Regions from separate parts of the Zea mays genome. Here region 2 is linked to region 1. Evidence: chromatin contacts called from public Hi-C data. All regions are on one chromosome and are shown on one strand. The core of a region is the stretch at or near the end of the contact, and the rest is flanking DNA. Distances in the headings are between cores, read along the strand shown.

Evidence for each region. Hi-C and Micro-C count contacts between places; a contact is called where the count stands out from the background.
Region 2: a Hi-C map of ear shows a contact between it and region 1, with 2.8 times the contacts expected there. The contact joins the promoter of LOC100274393 here to the promoter of LOC100275125 in region 1. A contact is called at or near these places in 5 of 25 Hi-C or Micro-C datasets (bundle sheath, ear, endosperm and 2 more).

The regions. Positions count from the first base shown.
Region 1 is chr4:248,484,607-248,490,605 of Zm-B73-REFERENCE-NAM-5.0, reverse strand. LOC100275125 reads left to right here and starts at 1,333. Exons shown (of 7, transcript NM_001349910.1): 1 at 1,333-1,558; 2 at 2,658-2,995; 3 at 3,102-4,450; 4 at 4,526-4,803; 5 at 5,173-5,204; 6 at 5,304-5,710. The coding sequence starts at 2,731.
Region 2 is chr4:248,749,976-248,756,469 of Zm-B73-REFERENCE-NAM-5.0, reverse strand. LOC100274393 reads right to left here and starts at 5,196. Exons shown (of 5, transcript NM_001360587.1): 1 at 4,963-5,196; 2 at 4,245-4,307; 3 at 3,758-3,838; 4 at 3,401-3,563; 5 at 2,472-3,030. The coding sequence starts at 5,057. The coding sequence ends at 2,737. It overlaps LOC100284583 (WW domain-containing oxidoreductase), which reads left to right. Exons shown (of 8, transcript NM_001157478.2): 2 at 1-26; 3 at 370-487; 4 at 606-742; 5 at 910-1,005; 6 at 1,172-1,264; 7 at 1,622-1,694; 8 at 1,802-2,304. The coding sequence ends at 2,070.

The DNA.
Region 1 (5,999 bases), core at 84-2,583:
TTTATGGCTTCGAATTGGAATCTATTTATTCAGGAGAGCAAATACCGAGATCCAATTGTCTGTCTTGCCCTTGTGCATTTTTTCTACTCTCAGGAGGAGTTACTTCCATCTTCAATAAATTATATTCCTTTTGTCTCAATTTATAATACGCTTAACTTTTGTGAATCAAATTTTACCGGCTTGGCTTATTCATTTTATTGCGATAAAATGAATAATTCAAATCTATATTTTAAGTATATTATATGTTAAAGATATCATAGTAAAAATTGATGATAGTTATGATATTTTTTTTAATATGACGAGCCGGTCAAATCTTATGTAAAAAATTCAAACGGATTATAAATTACAGATAATTTGTTTGGCTTTAATTTATAACATTTTCTATTATTTTTACAGTGTTTTATATCTATAGATTACACTTGCAACAGTCTAAATAGTTGTCTTTAATCTGAAGCGACACAACCTCTAGAACGAAGGTTTGATATAGCAAGATGTATATATGAACAACACACGATATTAACTTATGATAATATAGATCTAGACTAATATTCTTACTGTCGATCCGTTGATATTACCATCGTACATTAAGAGTAGTGGTCATTCTTATATAGAGAAGAGAAAGAATTATGAAATGGAAACTGGAGAGAACGTACAGTGTCGTCGTAACATGCATGGAAGATAGAGGAGAAAGGTGAACGATAGAGGTAGACCTGAGTGACAATGATGTGTATCATACTACTCGTGGTCGTGGACCACGTTTATTTGCATGTGTATGTACGTATAGTATATTCCGAAAATGATAAAAATCAAATATGGGCTGTTAGCATTAGCTGTTATATTACTCATATTTTGTTAACCCTGACTAGTATTGGCATTGCATGTATTTCTTTCTTCGCCCTGACTAGCAACCAACCAAGATCAGAAAGAGTTTGAGACTGAATTGCACTCGTTGTCTAGAAGCGAGTTTTATATAATACTCCCTTCAATCTTATATATCTGACGCCGGATAGTTAAATTTTACACTAACAAATGACAAATAAAAAAGATCGGAGGTAGAATATTTTTGGGACAGAGAGACTGAGCGTGTGTGTATAATTTATATTATAATTAAGTCCTCACTATTGACCCAAGTCAACATAGAGGGTAGAACTTGTGGTAGACAAATTAGGCTCCTTCTCATCATGGAATCACACCTAATCCTGCTTGTTCTTGACTAATGAACGATCTCGATGGGCTCACGGCTGACGTGGTACACCACGTACGGCCATCGTTAATCGTGTGGGGCCCAGCTGCCTCCATGTATACAGTCCCCCCCCATCCATCTCATCTCCCTCCTCTGTCTTTTCCAACAATAATAGTATAATACAGGCAGCTCACCTCCAAGATAAAATGGCCTGACGAAATGAGCTTCAGGGAAGGCCGCCGCCGCCTACTCCTCGTCCTCCTCTTCCTGGGGTGTCGACAAGCCGCGGCACGCTCCCACGGTCGGAGACGACCAAGATTTCCTCTTTTCCGAGGGGAGCACGAGCACGAGCACCAACGCCGACCCCGACCTGACGTAAGTCCTCTTCTCTCCTCCTCATGCTGTTTCCGAACTAGCACAACCTCCTCTCCTCTCCACCATTCCGCTCCTGGAGCCAGCCGAGCAAATCCCCGCGTCCCCAGCTGCCAATGGCCGCAGCGATTCGGAGCAAAAAGTCAAAGTCGCCCTCTTGGACTACCTACTAGCTAGTTCCTGCGCTGCGCATCCCTGTTCATCCTCTGCCTCCCGGCAGGCGGCAGCTGCTGCTTCCCCGTCTCCTAGTCCTGGCGGTACCAACATTTGCCAGCACCCAGCGACGGATTTCGCCAGAAGATCTGCGATTCAGGCCCGTCCTGCTCACCCTCACTCGCTAAAACAGTAAAACGAGCACGAACCGCATGGACGATTCAGGCTAGGCATCGCTGCACTTCTTTCGCCAAGCCCCCTCCCTCCCTCCCTGAGAGTTCGCTGGAGCGTACAGCTAGTGTGTGTATGGAAGGAAGCGTAGCACTTCGTGGGTCGTGGCAACCGCGCTCGGCAATACCCGGCCAACCTCATCATCATAGTAGCGTGGACCGTGGATTTTTTTTTTTGTCTGATCGACACAAGGAATGGAATCGATACCTTGCAGAGTGCCATGGTCTGAATGTCCAGCTTCAATCTGGACCACACGTTGCATTGCATCTTGGTTGTGGGATAGGGCCATACGAGCAAAGTTAGGTTCTGGATGTTGACTGCCAGAAGAACCCATGACCCATTTTCAAGCTTCAATTGCTGGGGGGTCGATCGGTGCTGGGATTACGCTTTGCGCCTTCTCTTTCTCTTCCTTCTGGAAATAGGAGAAGTGGATGTCATGATTGGTGTCTATCAAACCATTTTGTACCATATTAGATGTGAGTTCTTTCTTTTCCCGTTCATGATATATCTGGTGTAATCACCAAGTTGCTTTTATTTAAAACGTTTGGTTCATTATGTTCATGTTATTCCTATATTTGCTTCTTGCTGTCTATGCTTGTTCATCTCCTTCTCTCTTATTGTTTTCATTTCGCTTTACAAGTAACCACCCTATGTATTCGTTCTCTTGCACATGTTCACCCTGATAAGAAGGTGGCTCTATGTTTTTCTCTTCCGATAGGGCTCGCACACACATCGATAATTTGCCAACTTCTGCATAAGTTCGTAGCAGCCTCTGTAACATTTTGGCCAAAATGAGGATAGCTTTTCTCGTGCTGTTGGTTCTCTCCCTGTTTCTCCTCCCTAATGGGATCGGCAAAAGCTTAGCCGCAAGGCCTTCGGTCGTGAATATTGGGTCGATTCTTCGGTTGAACTCCACCACTGGAGGTGTTTCAGATGTTGCCATCCGTGCAGCAGTGGAGGATATCAACTCAGACCCCACAGTTCTAAATGGAACAACGTTACATGTTCAAACGAGGGATACAAACTGCGACGACGGTTTTCTTGGCATGGTTCAAGGTAGACTATCTTTAACACCGTACCCCTCCCCTTTTTTCCAGTGTTCAATACTCTGTGCTTCCATTTTATTATACTTGTGATGACGATACAATATTTCTTTCTTCAGCTTTGCAGTTCATGGAGACTGATGTTATTGCGATCATTGGGCCACAATGCTCTCCTATTGCACATATCATTTCGTATGTCGCAAATGAGCTCCAAGTTCCTTTGATGTCCTTTGCATCGGATGCAACTCTGTCATCAATCCAGTTCCCGTTCTTCGTGCGGACTATGCCCAGCGATCTCTACCAAATGGCAGCTGTGGCGGCAGTTATTGATTACTACCAATGGAAGATAGTCACTGCCATATACGTTGATGATGATTATGGCCGAAACGGCATTGCTGCTTTGGATGATGAACTTACTGCAAGACGCTGCAAAATTTCATTCAAGATTGGGTTCCGTTCCAATGCTAAAAAAAGTGATCTTCTGAATCTGTTGGTTACTGTTAGTAATATGGAGTCTCGTGTTATTATTCTCCATACTGGTTCGGAACCTGGACTCAAGCTTCTGTCACTTGCTAATGGACTAAACATGATGGGCAACGGCTATGTATGGATTGCTACTGATTGGCTTTCTGCTTATCTTGATGCTAATTCATCGGTATCTGCTGAAACTATAAATGGCATGCAAGGTGTTCTGACTGTACGTCCACACACCCCTAAATCAAAGGTGAAGAGTAATCTGGTGTCCAAGTGGAGCAGCTTAAGCAAGAAATACAACCACAGCGATCTCCGCACCAGTGCTTACGGTTTTTATGTTTATGATAGTGTGTGGACTGTAGCTCGGGCCCTGGATGCCTTCTTTGATGATGGTGGGAGGATTTCCTTTACAAATGACTCAAGGCTGCGTGACGAAACCGGGGGAACTCTTCACCTTGAAGCCATGAGTGTTTTTGACATGGGAAACAAATTACTGAATAAGATTAGAAATGTGAACTTCACTGGGGTGTCTGGCCAAGTGCAATTTAATGCTCAGTTTGAACTCATTCATCCTGCCTATGATATCATAAGCATAATTGGCAACGGCATGCGGACCATTGGTTTTTGGTCAAACTATACAAGATTGCTATCGACCGTCCTTCCTGAAGACCTATATTCGAAGCCTCCTAATACTTCGCTTGCCAACCAACAACTCTATGATGTCATTTGGCCTGGTGAGACTGCACAGAGGCCTCGAGGTTGGGCTTTTCCTTCCAATGCCAAGGAGTTGAAAATTGGTGTCCCTAACAGATTTAGCTTTAAAGACTTTGTTAGCAAAGATAATGCTACTGGGTCAATGAAGGGCTATTGCATCGATGTCTTCACTCAAGCATTGGCATTGCTTCCTTATCCAGTTACATACAGGTTTATACCTTTTGGCAATGGTACTGAAAACCCTCATTATAGCCAACTTGTGCAGATGGTTGCTGACAATGTAAGTGTGGACATGCATTTTTTCCCTCCACATTTCATCATGTATAGTAGTGATAAGAGTAAACTTATTCTGCAGGATTTTGATGCAGCAATAGGGGATATCGTAATTACAATGAGCCGAACTAAAGCTGTTGATTTCACCCAGCCCTTCATTGAGTCAGGCCTGGTTATCTTGTCTCCAATAAAAAAGCATATAACAAATTCTTGGGCATTCTTGCAGCCATTTACATTGGGGATGTGGTGTGTTACAGGGTTGTCTTTTCTTGTTGTGGGTGTGGTTATTTGGATTCTTGAGCATCGAATAAATAATGATTTCCGCGGCTCGCCGCGACAACAAATAATAACTATTGTTTGGTAAGGATCTGAATCGCATCTTTTGCACTCACTATACACACATCTTATTTTCACTTTCAAATGTTATTGTTTCCATGCAACATGTTACACTTTATTGGTAGCCTTAAACTGTGTTTTTCAACATTGACATTTTGTCCAAATGGAACATCTAGCAATGAACAAGGAACTTAAATCTTGTAATTTAGATTGGTTGAAGAAAATATGTCTGCACTATCATAATGTATTTCATGTGATATTATGGTATATTAACTTCTATTTGTTTAGTTTTGCCTGTCAATGTACTTCTTCACACATATTCTTAAATGCTTGTCTGATTGCTTGATTCTTTCCTCTGAAAGTAATTCTTAAGATGTGATTTATTTTCTGCAGGTTCAGTTTTTCGACTCTGTTTTTTGCACATAGTGAGTAAACTAGCCTTTCCTGTTCTGTCCTTCAGTATAACTGAGTAACTGACCCTCTGTTCTCACGTGGTACCTCTACTCTTATTTTTTTATTACCAGGAGAAAACACAATGAGTACCTTAGGACGTGGTGTTTTGCTCATATGGCTATTTGTTGTATTGATCATTCAATCAAGCTACACTGCAAGTCTTACTTCCATCCTAACCGTGCAACAGCTTGATACATCTATAAGAGGACTTGATGACCTGAAAAATAGTGATTATCCTATTGGTTTCCAAGTTGGTTCTTTTGTCGAAGAATACATGATTAAGGAACTGAACATCTCACAGTCGAGGCTAAAAGCTCTTGGTTCTCCTGAAGAGTATGCTGAAAATCTCAAGCTAGGTCCCAAGAAAGGAGGTGTTATGGCTATTGTTGATGAGCGCCCCTATGTTGAGCTGTTTTTGTCAACTTACTGCAAGATTGCTGTTGCTGGCTCAGATTTCACCAGCGGTGGATGGGGCTTTGTAAGTGCATTGAACTTTAAGTTGTCCTGAAATACATTCTATTCTAGTAGAAATATAAATAGAAACATATCTTATAAGCCATTCAATATTATCAGAGTAGTGTCACAGCATTAACTACGAGCAACCCGTCTACTGTTCACATAGCTTATGGTACACTCTAAGGTTAGTTTTTCTTAAGAGAAAGGGCTAGGGATGGCAGCGGGTCGGGTATGGTGCGGTAAAGTATTTATCCGCACGCGAGTATACCTGCGACCCTAACTTTTACCAGCCTGAAAGCGTACCTGTGGGT
Region 2 (6,494 bases), core at 3,947-6,446, 260 kb before region 1:
AAACAGGAAGACCACTAAACGCTGAGGTAATTTTTTAAGATACTTGCTGTGCGGCCCTGGATGGTGAACGAGGCTCTTTTAACTCGCCTAAATTCTGTACGGCATGGCCGGATTGTGCCTGCAGGCATATTACTGTGTTGTTTTCCAATCTGATGCACTTAAACGTAAATCTGAGCTCCTGCTATTTGTTTAAAATGACATTAAGCAATATTTATGTACTTAACTACATATATTACCTATGTGTATGCATATCATGATTCGTAAAGATGGAGAGTGCACCTAGATAACCTACAAGTCATAACTTCAGAACCCTAAATCTGGTTTAGTTGTCTGCTATTTTACATTGTTTACACCTTACTCTTTTTTAAGGTGATGGAACTTGACCTACTCTCCCTCGACTCGGTCGCAAATTTTGCTGACGCTTGGAATGCTCGTATGGCACCCCTACACGTGCTGATCAACAACGCTGGCATCTTCGCTATAGGAGGTCTGCAGGATTATTCATTAACCCAACCGTTCGGATTTTGACATACCAAATCTCAGGTTTCAGTTAGACATGTATTTTAAACTGTACCAGAGCTATCAACCTTTTCAATCCTATGTAGAACCCCAGCGTTTCTCAAAGGACGGACATGAAGAACACATGCAAGTGAACCATCTTGCACCTGCGTTACTGGCGATGCTGCTTATACCTTCCCTTCTCCGAGGTTCTCCCAGCAGAATTGTTAACGTTAATTCGATCGTGAGTTCTCTTTCCTCACCATTAGTGGTACTGCAGGCACGGTTTTCTACCATGGATGCAAATATTTTTGAACTCCAATGTCAGTTTAGAATCAATGAAGTTGCAACTCTACAATTCTTTTGTGGCTACATTACCACGACCTGACCTGCGTGTATTTCCAATCGCAGATGCACACTGTAGGTTTTGTCGACGCTGAAGATATGAACTTGAGAAAACATAAATATAGAAGTTGGTTAGGATACTCAAATAGCAAGCTGGCACAGGTAACTTTTTTTTTTGGTTAAAGACTGCTGACAAAAAGTCGCTCCCTTTGAAATGCTAGTACCCCTTTTGTATCTTCGAACTGTTTATTTTCTCTGTCCTATCAGAACAAAAGTACGTGTCTCTAATCTAGTAGATCTGAATTCCTCTTTCTTGTTGCACTCTCAGGTAAAATTCAGTAGCATGCTTCACAAGAAAATTCCTGCAGAGGCTGGCATCGGTGTAGTTTGCGCTTCTCCTGGAATTGTCGACACGAACGTTGTGAGTTCCGTTTCCATTTCATTTGTGTGCTGTTTCAGGAGGTGGGTTATTATATATAAAATGTATGCCTACCCAACATTCGCATCTCAAGAAATCTAGATGTTTGGATAGTTACCGCTCATGATTAATTGTAACACAATGATAGAGGAGAAAACTCAAATTTAAAAGATGCATATATTGTCGGATGATTGATTCACATGTATCGTAAGTTCTATTCTACCGCTCCCTAAACAAAGTGCATTTATCACTTATCCTGATGACCACAATTTAGCAACCTGTTCTTTCTTTCTATCTGCCTCTGCTCACTGTATAAGTGTGTATATAAATGTTAGCTTGACACTTGTCCCCATGACGCAGGCAAGAGATCTTCCTAAGATTGTCGTAGCCGCGTACCATTTGATTCCCTACTTCATATTTGACGCTCAAGAAGGTAAAGTCAAGTTACCGAACTTGTGCTGTCACCTCCCGTCAGTCAGTCAGTCAACAGCTTGTGCATCTTCTGATACACGCAAATGTTCTGTTTTGCGTCCCGTTCAGGTTCTAGGAGTGCACTGTTTGCAGCATCCGATCCCCAAGTCCCGGAATACTGCGAGACGCTCAAGTCGGAGGACTGGCCAGTTTGTGCCTGCATTAACTATGACTGTAGTCCGATGAATGCGTCTGAAGAAGCGCACAATCTTGAGACCTCGCAGCTGGTCTGGGAGAAGACACTGGAGATGGTCGGCCTTCCGCCGGATGCCCTGGAGAAGCTCATCGCCGGAGAATCAGTTCAGTGCCGTTACGGACAACAGGATACAACTTTTTAGTTAGCAGTTTAGAGGTGGTTTGTTCGGTTGTTATGTCATTTTGATCCTAAATTTGCAGGGAGGAAAACACAGGGAAGGGAGAAAAAGAATTTGTTGACAGCTACCAATCTTTGCTCTTTTTCTGTATGTGTGCAAGATGTTGTGAAGGAGGCGTAGAAACACATCTCCCCCATTATTTGACTATTCCTAATCAATGATATACTTGAGACAGAAATTAAGAGATACTTATCCTGGGTCCATTTTCCCCCCTCTACCAAGCATCTTTTTTGCTGGCGTTATAGAGACGGTTTAAAGATTTAGTTCATCGAATTCTTTTCCTGCTATGTATGTGTCTCACAAAGCTAATGGCAAAATCTCGGACACCAAGAACAGGAACGGCCTCCACAGGCCACTCACGAACGGGGCAAAGGGCACAAGGCAGCAAAGGACACATTTGCCAGCTAGAGGGTTAAGATCCACATATTAATTACATGCATCACCCTTCAATAGAACAAAGCAAGTTGATGACGACTGCTGGAAGCAACTGTTACAGCATAAACATGACGCGAGTTGCGAAACTTGATTCCTCCTCTCCAGGGACCTACTAACTGATACTCTGATCTGCCGCCCAATGCATGAAACGGCATGGCGATTGGCGAGTCAACACCCCAAGGCAGCTAGCTGCCCCTAAGCATTAGGCGGCCAGAGCTTTGGGTCTTGAGTTGTGTCCACGATGGTCGGAGGCAGCCACTGCCACATTGCCATCCCAGGGAAAGGTGCAGGGATTGGAGCACTTTTGTTGCCTGCAGCTTGCTGTGGCGGCACAAATGGAGCAAATGCAGCCGGGTGGTATGAAGCTGGATGAGGGAGATGGGGAACATATCCTGTAGGAGCTACACTCATGGCTTTGACTTGCTGCTCCAGCCTATCTTTCTCTACCTTCAGCCTCACTTTCTCTTCGCGGAGCTCATTCTTCTCCTCCTGAAACAATAATAGAACATTTCCTTAATTCGAACAAACAAATTTGGTCGGACAGTAGGCTTCTTATAGATGCGTGGGAGGTTACACTGTCCTGTCCATGCCTAAACTTGCATGTTTAAAAATGGCCAATCTAGTCTAGTCTAGAAACTAAATTGGACCAAACAATGGCTGCAGACATGGTTATGAGTTCAGTAGGTTTGCCTACTTGGAGCCTTGGACTCTGGTGCATAAGCAGAAGACAAAAAAATATCATGCATTTTAAAGAAACAACAAAACCTTAGAAGGCATTGAGAAGCATGTGGAGGGCATCTAAGAATCTGAAATCCTAGACAAAGATTTGTAAGTCAGGTAGGGTGTATGGGGAAGATACCTTCAGGTCCTTGATATTCTCCCGCAGCTTCTCATTTGATTCTTTAAGCTTTTCTGCCTCACCTCTAAGTTGTGCCACCATACGGGCTGCGTCGCTCAAGATATTGGCTTTATCCAACTTTGCTTGTTTTCCAGGATTCATAACCGAACTTAATTCCAGGAACCTGCAAATCAAAGTAACAGATGAGAACTAAGATATGTGCAAGTAAGTGCATTCACCATTCCTTGTCTTTTGAGCAACAACTTGTGAGGTATAGGACATATTCGCAGCAGTGTTTCAAAGGTGTGGCCTACGCGTCCAGGCGTACCCAGCTTGCCTTGTTGCCTAGCAGCCTTTTAAACATTGATTTTGCAGTACCTGTCATTCAGCTTGTCCCTCCTCATTTTTTCACGACAAGCTTTGGATTTTAGACCAGATGAACATGGTTCATCTCTACCCCTGCACAGAACAGATATTTATATTACTATAGAGCAGAACATAAGGAAATACCATGTACAAGCCGAATGCTATGTTCATAGTGTTAGTGATGCCATTGCCAAGCATAAGAAAATGAACACACCAGATCACATGGGAATTGAAATTTGATTGGAGATAATTCATAGCAATATGCTATACAATCACTATCATCTGATTGCATGTGCACACACTTGATGTTTTACAAACTTGTTGGCATCTTGTAGAAACCTTTAAAGCCAGAGAGGTTTTCCTGTTTGGGGCCTGAACCCCATGAGAAGGACGGACAAGATGCCCAAATAGACACACATGATGGATAGAAACTTGACAGTGTTCACCCACATGCACGCACTTCACAATCAGAATGAAGAGTTACGACAAGAAACAATACCTTTTGCCCAAATTAGACTGCTCAAATCCACAAGCATCTCCATTGACACCCTCAATCCCAAGTCTGCTACAATTGCAAAGTAAGTACCGAACAAATGCCACAACAGGAAAGGAAATGCACGTGCAGAATAGCTTCTCAAATATCTAATAAATCATTGTGCTGCTTCATGCTTGCATTCCAGTCAGAAGATAAGAATCAAATGTCTATGATCATGATAATGCAAATCACTTGAATCGATATATTATTATACTATAATGCATGATTGATCAGCGGAAAAGGTTATACCAGCTAGCAAACAAACTCCAATTGCTTCAAGGTACAGTTTGTACATGATCATAGCAGCAGTAAGTGTGTTGGTGAACCAGTAAAAACATTTCGTACAGGTATTAGTTCCCGAACCAACTAGTACTGCAAATCTCTCAAATATCTGAACTTCAGATGCAGATATCAAAGGTTACAGGATTGCAGACTCGACTGTCAGATGCATAAGCCTTCGTCCTTTCCTTTTGACAAAAAAACGAAATATAATATGCGAATAGTTTTTAGACGCTATACGTCAGCCAAATCAAATAATTAGTCTACCACCGCCCACAATTTTTTCTAACAAGCCCAAAAAGCAATCTGCAGCGAAAACGACCTAGGTGCGCCGCGCCATAAACAGAAACGCAGTCTACATATATACTACGGGAAAGGACTGTTCCGGTCGGCATCGCCGTACCCTCCGTCGCAGAAGATGGCTAGATCTTCGTCGTCGACGGCGCCGGAGATCAGGAAGTCCTCCACGGGGTCTCCGCCTCCGGCGCAGTTCATCATCGCGGGTGCGGGTGCGGGCGCGCGGCGGCCGAGGGGGAATCCGCGGTCGGGGGCAAGGCTAGGCTAGGGCTCCGCGGGGTCGGGCGGGCGAGAGCGAGACGAAAGGTCGAGAACGAACCGGGCTCGTGCTTTGCAGAATGCCCCCTGGATGCGGCCCAGTTTGTTAACAAGGTCCCCGCGGAGGCGCGGGGGAGGGGCCCTTTGGACTTTCGGGAGATGCCAGGGGCCTTGATGCGATGAAGTTGGTGGAGGGTTGGTTGGTGGTGGGATATGGCCACGTGAAGATCAGGGATGGATGGATGCTCTGTGTTTGGTGCCGTGTGGTCCCGCTTGTAGTTTCATGTAGAAATTTCATTTGAGCTTTATACTAAAATAGTTGATATAACACTATATTATTGGACAGAGATGAGTAAGAGTTGTATGATAGCAGATATAGTTTTTGGAGATAAAACTCTTATCTATAGTGTCTAAAATATGGGTGTGACCTAATGGTATTGAAATACTTTAATTATTCTAAATTATAAAAATATTTTAACTATATATTATTTTTTGCTACTGCAGGCATGCTGGCTCCTCGGCTTAGCCAAGTTTGCATTTCTATTTTGATATATTCGACAGGTACATGATACAACGTTGCATAGTAATCTATAATAATGCTTGTGTGCATGGAGCTAGAGCCTCTAGCAGCGGTGCTAAACGAGATATATGTAGACATATCGTCTGATTGGTTGCCACATCTACGTGCGCCGGTCTCGCACGAGCCTGCATCGCCAGCAAACACCCTCACCTACTTCTCCACACATGCAAGATCCGACAGGTAAAAGTCGCGTGTAAGAAAGATAGAAACCGATTTATGTAACAGCATACGTGCCACTTTTATGTTCTATGTTTTCTTTTTGTTTATATATAAAAAAAAAGTTTACATAATTGGAAAGACTTACAGATCTGAGAGGCACAGAATGCACAAAAGACGTGTGGCGGCCGAACAGCGAGCGCGTGGAGTCAACACTGGACTTGACAGTGATGGGCCGCAATAGATGGAGTATAATATTTCGCAGTGGGCTTACTGTTATCTGAGTACGTGACGGATCTGATTCCCTTTCGCCAGCTTGGTTGGGCGGGCTGCTTATCTTCAGTTATTTTGGGCTCCCACTTGTTGCAGTGGGCCTAATTCGGGCGCCTTGCTCTGGCTAAAGACAGAGACTAATGTCGAGACAACATAGCTTTGTGCAACTATAATAATTTGATAGTAACAGTACGATCTAAACACACACAGCAGTGTCCATATAATAAAAATCACACCAACGAAGTCACAAACTAGCTCGAGGCACAGAATCACACCAACGAAGTCACAAACCAAATAAAAATCCAAAACAATCTGCAATTTTTCCCTCATACATAGTCAATATACATAATAGCTCAGCCACACAAGGGACT